3 separate regions of the Mus musculus genome follow, and regions 1 and 2 are each linked to region 3. A link is a contact called in public Hi-C and HiChIP or PLAC-seq data. All regions are on one chromosome and are shown on one strand. Each heading gives the region's core, a stretch centred on a gene start, on an enhancer-like site or on the middle of the called end of the contact. The rest is flanking DNA. Distances are from core to core; before and after follow the strand shown. Region 1 overlaps Magi2 (membrane associated guanylate kinase, WW and PDZ domain containing 2). Region 2 overlaps Magi2 (membrane associated guanylate kinase, WW and PDZ domain containing 2). Region 3 overlaps Magi2 (membrane associated guanylate kinase, WW and PDZ domain containing 2).

Region 1 (2,700 bases), core at 162-2,661, 210 kb before region 3:
AGAGAGGCCCACTGGACACGCAAACTTTATATGCCCCAGTACAGGGGAACGCCAGGGCCATAAAAGGGGAGTGGGTGGGTAGGGGAGAGGGGGTGGGTGGCTATGGGGGACTTTTGGTATAGCATTGCAAATGTAAATGAGCGAAATACCTAATAAAAAATGGGAAAAAAAAAAGAATAAATATCACATATTCACAACAGAAAAAAAAAAAAAAAAGGGAGAACGCAGTCAGAGTGTAAGCACTTATGCGTCTCTTACTTTCTTCTTCTGTCAAAGAATGTAATGTGACCAGTTCTCTCATGCACCCAGTGCTGTGACTTCCCTACTATGGTGAAACTCCGGGCTAAAATAAATTTTTCCTATCCTAAATTACTTGTGTATTTTATCAAAGCAACCAGAAGTAAAACTAAGATGCTAGTTAAGAATGTTGGATTGAACCCTTTAGTTTCCTAAGTCATAGAATTATTACCATGTAGCCAAATTAAAGCTAGTCTTTCACAAATCGAGGACGGGATGGAACAGGGGAAAAGCAAGGGAGCCAATAAATACAGTGTTTATGTTGAAAAAAAAAAAAAGAATGTTGGATTGAAAACTGGGTTTAAAATTATAGCTCAGCCACTCAGCATGTCACTGTGACAGGGAGAAAGTCACTTTTCATCTCTCTCCATCTTTAAATGAGTTCATTTGTGAAGTGGTTGGAGAACCTGGCTTACAGGATTGACGCTTACATGGCGTGTGAAGTGTGCAGTCAAGTAAGAACTCGGAAAATAGGACTTATTTGGAGTTTTCCGTGTTCTTTTCCTTCCATGAAGCTACTGAAGCTGGCAAGCTTGGAAACCTGATTGTTGTGTACAGGAGTTAAAGCAGCTGCTGAAAAGAAAAAGAATCCAACACCAGCTATCTTTCTGTCCCATATAACACACATTGTATTGGACTGAAATACCCAGGCCTGGGGCATATTTTAGGCAAATGTAATGGTGTAAAAAGATATAGTGCATTCATATGCAACTCATATGCAACATAGAGAGCCTAATGCAACTCTCTGCCCTCTTCTGAAGTTCAGGGTTTTTTGAAAAGCTATGCTTAGGGGCTTTTTTATTATTTTTAATTAAATTCATATCTGACATCCATAATCATATTCTATTATCTACAACTTCTGAAATGTAGGATATTAATAATATGAACATCATGAATTTTCAAAACCTTATAATTAGAAAATTGGCCATTGCTTTAATGTTCTCTTTAAAACTAAGCGCTGGCTTATTACACCTCTTGGTTAGGCTTCTGCTGCTCTGAAACTCCCACAGCATCTAACGATCTTTTCATCTAAACGATGCATTTCCTGTACTACTCGGAAGAGTTCTGCGATCTCACAGGCTGGGCTAATCTGAGGGGCTCCCCTAGCCTGAGCTGATGAGCCCTCAGATCAGTCGTGCATGGTGCAGATGAGACATCTGTGGCATGGCTGAACCTCATAAACAAGTGAGCAAATGAAAAACAGGTGGAGGGAGGCTGGAGGCCGGTTATGTGGGAGCTTCCTTCTGGTGACAAAGCAGTGGAGAGGTCAGACAGACTAGCAAAGGGGGAGCCATGTTGAACCTGTCTTGGGAATTTAAAATGCAATGAAGTCGAAAGATCAAGGTCAAAAACTATGATGCAATTAATGAAACACATGGTCACAGAAAAGCTGTGCCATGTGTCATGGTATTCCAAGGAAGAAATACAGGTGCCCAGGGCAGAGGTAGCGTCCTGGAGAGATGGGAATATCAAGCAAGAGATTCAGATTATACAGCTGAAAGCAGCAACCTCCCAAAACAGTGCAAACAATGCCTGGAACAGAGTCAGGGCTCAGCAAAGGTTGCTTCCTAATATAGCAGGACACCGGGGCACTGGGCAAGGATCATGTCCTCATTTTCCAAGGGTTAGCAAAGTGGCCTTACAGTGCATCATTAAATTGCTTAACATGCACCTCTGTAAAGATGAGAGGAGTGAAGCATGTGCTTGCCAGAGTCTACCCCGGATCTGTTCATTCGTACCTCACAAGTTGCGCAAATCCAACATACCTTTTAAACAAAAATATAAATGGATTTTCTCATTTTCAACTAAGATGTTCCCTTTAATGATAATTAAAGGACATAATAGTAACATATATAATAATAACAATGAAAACAACTATTTTAAAATCACATGAAACAGAAAACCAGAGAATACTTTTCTCAGCTTAACAAATAACCCTGGTATTTAGTTATCTAGCAATCATCCATCACATGCTAAAAGCATGTACCTGTTAGTTTGGCAGGCACTAGGTATGCAAAGATAAATCAGACATGCATCTTGCCTTTGAGAAATTTGCCATCAAGCAAGACCACGTACTCAGGGTATACCAGATATCGTGGTAGGGTGCAGCCAGGGTACCACAGAGACACACGAAAGACCGACCGACTAATTCTACCAGAAAAGATAGAATAAATCCATTTCACAGAGCGGGTGGTTCTTGAAGGAAGATGTGAGAAGAATTAGCTTGACGCTAGGCAGAAAGGATAGAGAGACTATATAGCAAAGCTTAGACAGTCTTCAAACATCCTGGATGTCTTAAGAACTGTGTGTGAAATAAGAGGAAGCTAAGATGGGGGGATCAGGGTTTTGTAAACAATAGGCTAGAGCATCGAGCAGGACCAAATTGAAGGGCTGCTTATAAAA
Region 2 (2,700 bases), core at 29-2,528, 130 kb before region 3:
TTGTACAAACATCTTTTTGATGCCCTGATGAACGTTAGGAAGGAAATGAAACAGCGCTGTCCCCCACGACAGTTCTCTAAGAATCAAATCTGCTCCTGTGACTCCACTCTCTGAGGCACCTTGCAATTAAATTAAAATGACAAATCCTTCCTGAATGGTAGACCAACAGTCATTTAAAACCAAAACCAGGTGCTTCTCAGGGCTAGAGAGACGGCTCAGCAGATAAGAGCACTGGCTGCTCTTCCAGAGGACATGGGTTCAATTTCCAGCATTCACATGGCAGCTCACAACCAAATGTTACTCCAGTTCCAGGGGTTTGATACCCTCCTCTGACCTCCATTGACACTGAGAGTGCCCATAGTGCACGTGCATACCTGCAGGTAAAACAGCAAACTAGTTTCTCTTAGCTCCCAGCTTGCTCTCATATTGCCACACCATTATGCCTGCTTCATTTTGGGAGCATTGATTAGGTTTATCCAATTAACATCCAATTAATAAAGTGTATTTTGTAACATGGGATGCAAATGAGCAAAACTTCCAACACCTCTATTGAGATTTAGCACTCACAGTTTGTCAGCCTGATATTATTGGATTTGATTCAGACCGTACAAACCAATTTCAGTGAAAATCTCAGTTGATTTGTTTATTCTTTCAAACTACCTTATTGAGTAAGATGTGGCTATCACCTAAAATAAGAAATGGGCCACTTAAAAAAAAAAGTCTATTCCTCACCTATATGGAGTGAATTAATACTTCTAGACTGGCAAAATACCATAAGACAAAACTGTAGCTCTTTTAAAAAAAAAATTCAGTCATCCCCTAAGGTGGTTGTCTGCACTGGCAGAATAGCAGCGTCTCCCAAAGATCTTTAGATCCTGTGTTATCTAGATTCCTACGCAAATCTTTCCCAGACCAACTAGAGGTGAAGTAAACAAAAACTTCCATTGGTGGGCCCTTTCTATGTTTGTTCTTTTTAACGTGTGTGTGTGTGTGTGTGTGTGTGTGTGTGTACATAAATGTCTATGTGTGATGCAAGAGCATGCATACTCTGGAACACACTTGTAAGGAGCAGAGGACAGCCTCTGGTTTGTCCTCTCCTCCACATTGTTTGAGGCAGGGCTTGTCTCTCTTTGTTGTTTACTCTTGTGCACTCCAGCTGGCTGGAGAACTTCCGGGGGAGTCTCCGTCTGTCTCCCGCTGACTCATAGGTGCGCAGTACCGATCCTAGAGAAGATGTGCGGTTATATGGGTTCTAGGGATTCAACTTAGATCCTCTTGGCTGCACAGCAAGTCCCTCATCCACTGAGCTATCTCCCCAGCTCCTTTATAAATACTTCCAGTGAGTCATATGCCTGGGATGATTTAAGAATCTGTCTGCTTGGTTTCCTATCATCTTCAGTCTGTTACTATGCAACCAAGAGGCTGATATATGAAAGTTGTCGTTGTCTCTGGGACTTGAAGCCATAATAAGAGAAAAACAAAAGCAAGTACCAAATTCAGAGGAGGCTAATGCAGGGGGTTGGAGTCAGGGATTCCCTGTGCTTTGGGAAAGACTAACAATGGATGAAGACCTAGTGGATTCCATAGATCTGTAGCCCTTCAAATGCTCTCTGTACCTAGAGGGAAGATCAAGGAGCTAGATGCCTGCTCCTTGGGAAGCATTCAGTAAGGCCTTTCCTAAATCACTGAGTTTCTGTGCATTTTCATGTGCATTTCAGGGGAGCCCTGCCCAGAGAATGGGAGGAGTCCAGGCTCTGTATCAACTCACCACAGCTCTCCGCGCAGTGACTATGCCACCTACTCCAACAGCAACCACGCCGCCCCCAGCAGCAATGCCTCACCTCCTGAAGGCTTTGCCTCACACAGCTTGCAGACCAGTGATGTGGTCATTCACCGCAAAGAAAACGAAGGGTTTGGCTTCGTCATCATCAGCTCTCTGAACAGGCCTGAGTCTGGAGCCACCATAAGTAAGTGACTGGCTTGTCTGTGTTCAGATAAGAGGGATATATATATATATATATATATATATATATATATATATATATATATTCTAATGATAGAGATACCAGAAGAGTATAGACCAGAATAGCTATGAATATACTGAATGGCCTAGAAATCTCAGGCTATGAGCAAAAGAAACATAAACCGCTCTTAACACCGACTAGCCAAATATCATGACTTAGGTTCAAGAACAATGCAAGACCATGTGCTGCAAACACTCAGCGCTATCAAAGCTATTAGTTCATTTGTAGGTAGAGTAAAATAAAAGAGAGTGGTGTGTGGCCATACAGCTGTGGGAGGAGGTGTGTACCATCTTCATGGGTCGGTGCGGGAATGTCCCTTATGAGAGCTGTTCCGGAGGATAAACCAGAGGTAGAAAGGAACTAGCAGGAGAGTGTTCATGCAGAAGCCTTCAGAGGAGGAGGAGGTCCGGATCAAGAAGGATGCAGGCGGCCAGGGTGGTTGTGCTGCAGTCGGCCGGAGAGAATGGTGTGGACAGCCCCTTCGAGTAGATGGAAGCCAGGAGGTGCAGGCTCCATGTGCAAGCTCGGTATGCACACCCCGTATGAGAGTGCAGCCATGTTGCCTTCTCAGTACTTGGAAATTTGTGGAAGGTTTTGAGCAATGAGATGCCTTTTTTTCTTAAAGATGTCTGTATAAAATTAAATGGAGGTTGGGAGAAAACAAAACTGGAAACAT
Region 3 (2,700 bases), core at 53-2,552:
TGTGGCTTCTTTGTGTCCCACTCATATACTAATTCCTTAGAGAAAATAACATTCTGAGAATTATAAAACTTAAGATCTTTTCAAAGGTCATGAGACATTTTCCTCACAAATATCAAGGGTTCCTGTATTGAATTTCCCTGCTTGATTTTGCCTTGGGGTAAGAAAATTCCAGGGAAATGTTATTGCTGGTGGTCATAACTAACTCACTGAATCCAACACATCTGCCCCCTACTTGGTTTCCGGCCAGTGTTTTGTTTTATGTTATATATACTTTTTTGGAAAGTCAACATAGTTGCTTGGAAGGCAACAGAGTAAATCCTCAATGGCCTTAAAGCTAGGCTTTCTAGAATCAGTCCCGTTTATCTTAGTCTAGGAGCCATCCATGTTAAAACTACAAAAAAAAAAAAAAAAAAAAATCAAAGACAATGATTTTCTTTTCGGGCAAGAAAGCAATGATAGTTTTCAGATGAATCAATCCAAATCCCAAGGTTATTAGGCAATTGCTGAGAACTATGCTTTGAGCGACACCTAACGGCTGAGAAAATCACACACCCAACTCCTTTGAGGAGGACTCAGATCCATCCCAAGAATCGCAGAAGGCCTGCTAAAAACAGAGGAGCACCTGGTCTCTATACTGCTGGGACCTGCTGGGCTGGGTCGCTGGGCAACTTGTATTTCCACAGTGAGGTCTGAGAACCGGTGATTTATTGCCAAGTCAGTGGCCATGCTAGGCGTGACCCCAGAAATTAAGAGCAGACTGAGGCAAAGGGATTAGGCCCGAGCTGTGCCTTGAACTCTTGAGCGATGGCTGCCCGGGACGGGTGGGGGACGGAACCCCGGGGTGCGGCTGGCTGCCCTCTGGGCAGTTGAGGGATGTGGCGGGGCCCTTGAGAGCAGCCGCCTGGCTGCCAGCCCGGGTCCCCGGCATGGGGGTGGGGGAGTTAGCTGGAGCGCGGGGACGCGGCGCGCCCTAACGCCTGTGCTTCCTGTCCACAGACGAACCCCACGCCTGGAGTGCTGCCGCTGCCGCCGCCCCAGGCCTGCCGGAAGTAGGCGTCTCCCTCGAAGACATCCTCTCTCCATTCTCTCCATCACATCCAGCCCCACCCTCCGACCCTTCCCACCAGATAGGCCCAGACCCAACTTGGGATATCCAAAGGGAACACGACGTTAGGAAACCAAAGGAGCTTTCGGCCGGCGGCCAGAAGAAGCAGCGCCTGGGGGAGCAGAGGGAGCGCTCGGCGAGCCCGCAGCGCAGTGCGCGGCCCAGGCTGGAGGAGGTGCCCGGCGGCCAGGGGCGGCCCGAGGCCGGCAGGCCCGCCTCGGAGGCGGCCGACGGGAAGGAGGCGCTGCGCGGCCGGCGTGAGGGCCTCGGGGCCGCGGGCGCGCGGGAGGCCGAGGCCAAGGTGGGTGTGCGCTCGGGGGCCCGACCCGCAGCGCGGCCCACGGGGGGCGGCCCAGCGCGCAAGGCGACGATGGCGCCGGGGCCCTGGAAGGTGCCGGGCTCCGACAAGCTGCCGGGCGCCCTGCAGCCTGGCGCCTCGGCCGCGGGCAGATGAGCCCCAAGGCGAGGGGCCCCCGCCCGCCTCCACGCAGGCCGATCTTCCTGGGTTCCGTCTCACGGCGTTTTAATTTATTTCCACTGTCACACGCATAGATCTATACGAGGCGCCGAAGCCCGGGAGCGCCGGCGTGCGACGCGCGTAGGCGGCACGGCACGGTGTGCGCGCAGGCAGACCTAAACTGATCCTAAAGCCCCCGGTTCCATGGTGGGAGCTTTGGCAGCTACGGAAGAACCAAAATCACGCAAACATCACAGAGAGACAGTGCAGTGTAGCTTTAGATTCAAAAAGAGAAAAAGAAAAAAGTTCCCCCCACTGCATGAAGGATTTGGATGTCATCCAAACTTTATATCAAGAAACTGGACAAGTTCAGAGCAATCACAAACTGGAATATCGCCTTAAAAAAAAATCAAACTGCACGGAGCAAGCGGAAACTGAGACAAGATTATATCTTTTAATTGATCTAAAGTGTTGTAAATAAATCGTTCTTGACATATCTAGACAGGGGATAAAGGGTTTCTTTGAAACATCCAGAACTGTTCTCCCATGCTACGTTTCCATGGCTCCCCCTTCAGCATCCACCAACGGTATTAGCAGCAGCGTCCCCTGCCTACTGCAGGATGAGTTAGAAACCTAGTGAATTCATTGGTGTGATGCCTTTTTTACTGCCATTTCTGTGGTCAAGTCACATTTCTGTACATTTTCAGTAGTAGGGAAAAAAGGTTTTAAAAATTGTATCCTAGGGAGCAGTTTGCCGTAAGTCAGAATTTTGCAGGTTAGCTCGTAGATCCTAATTGGTTGCCTCTAAAATAATGAGTTTGATAATCAAAAGACCATAATCTGTTTAATCGAGATTGACAACGCTGCAGTTCCTTCCTGAAAAGGCTTCCTGTCATCCCAGGCACTCAGAGATACGTAGCTGCTCTGTTAGCAATCTTCTATTTTACCTATTTGATTGTCTTATTTTAAAGCTCTTCATTTGCACTTTGACAAAGTATTTGTCCTATATTTCTCAAATTAGAATCTCTAATATTGAAAGCATTATGATAACTAATTTATTTTCATTAAAGAACATAAGTCCTTTGGCATTCCTTTCTGCTTTCCTTATTTGATCTCCTTTTTGTTTCCACCTGTAGCT

Evidence for each region. Hi-C and Micro-C count contacts between places; a contact is called where the count stands out from the background. HiChIP or PLAC-seq counts read pairs in DNA pulled down with a chosen protein or histone mark.
Region 1: an H3K4me3 HiChIP or PLAC-seq map of bone marrow-derived macrophages shows a contact between it and region 3, with 3 times the contacts expected there. The contact joins two enhancer-like sites. A contact is called at or near these places in 1 of 15 datasets of contacts at CTCF or cohesin (the NIH/3T3 cell line), 2 of 484 Hi-C or Micro-C datasets (B cells and bone marrow-derived macrophages), 7 of 115 datasets of contacts at active chromatin or transcription factors (bone marrow-derived dendritic cells, bone marrow-derived macrophages, embryonic stem cells and 2 more) and 1 of 9 other capture datasets (embryonic stem cells).
Region 2: a Hi-C map of cortical neurons shows a contact between it and region 3, with 3 times the contacts expected there. The contact joins two enhancer-like sites. A contact is called at or near these places in 5 of 39 promoter capture datasets (embryonic stem cells, hippocampal neurons, liver and 2 more), 3 of 484 Hi-C or Micro-C datasets (cerebellum, cortical neurons and forebrain), 7 of 115 datasets of contacts at active chromatin or transcription factors (T-cell acute lymphoblastic leukemia, bone marrow-derived macrophages and embryonic stem cells) and 1 of 9 other capture datasets (embryonic stem cells).

Annotation. Positions count from the first base shown.
Region 1 is chr5:20,495,675-20,498,374 of GRCm38.p6, forward strand. The region is part of intron 10 of Magi2 (membrane associated guanylate kinase, WW and PDZ domain containing 2); the gene reads left to right. Among named protein-coding and RNA genes, the nearest start is that of Gm52764, 46 kb to the right of the region's middle. Within about 2 kb of position 1,412, at least 19 of the 459 cell types and tissues checked have an H3K27ac peak or open chromatin away from gene starts, as enhancers often do.
Region 2 is chr5:20,567,388-20,570,087 of GRCm38.p6, forward strand. It overlaps Magi2 (membrane associated guanylate kinase, WW and PDZ domain containing 2), which reads left to right. Exons shown (of 23, transcript NM_001170746.1): 16 at 1,719-1,967. Among named protein-coding and RNA genes, the nearest start is that of Gm52764, 26 kb to the left of the region's middle. Within about 2 kb of position 1,279, at least 32 of the 459 cell types and tissues checked have an H3K27ac peak or open chromatin away from gene starts, as enhancers often do. A contact at or near this core is called in cortical neurons and hippocampal neurons, where this site is marked.
Region 3 is chr5:20,701,074-20,703,773 of GRCm38.p6, forward strand. Magi2 (membrane associated guanylate kinase, WW and PDZ domain containing 2) reads left to right here. Exons shown (of 23, transcript NM_001170746.1): 23 at 997-2,700. The coding sequence ends at 1,053. Among named protein-coding and RNA genes, the nearest start is that of Gm52763, 21 kb to the left of the region's middle. Within about 2 kb of position 1,303, at least 415 of the 459 cell types and tissues checked have an H3K27ac peak or open chromatin away from gene starts, as enhancers often do. A contact at or near this core is called in cortical neurons and hippocampal neurons, where this site is marked.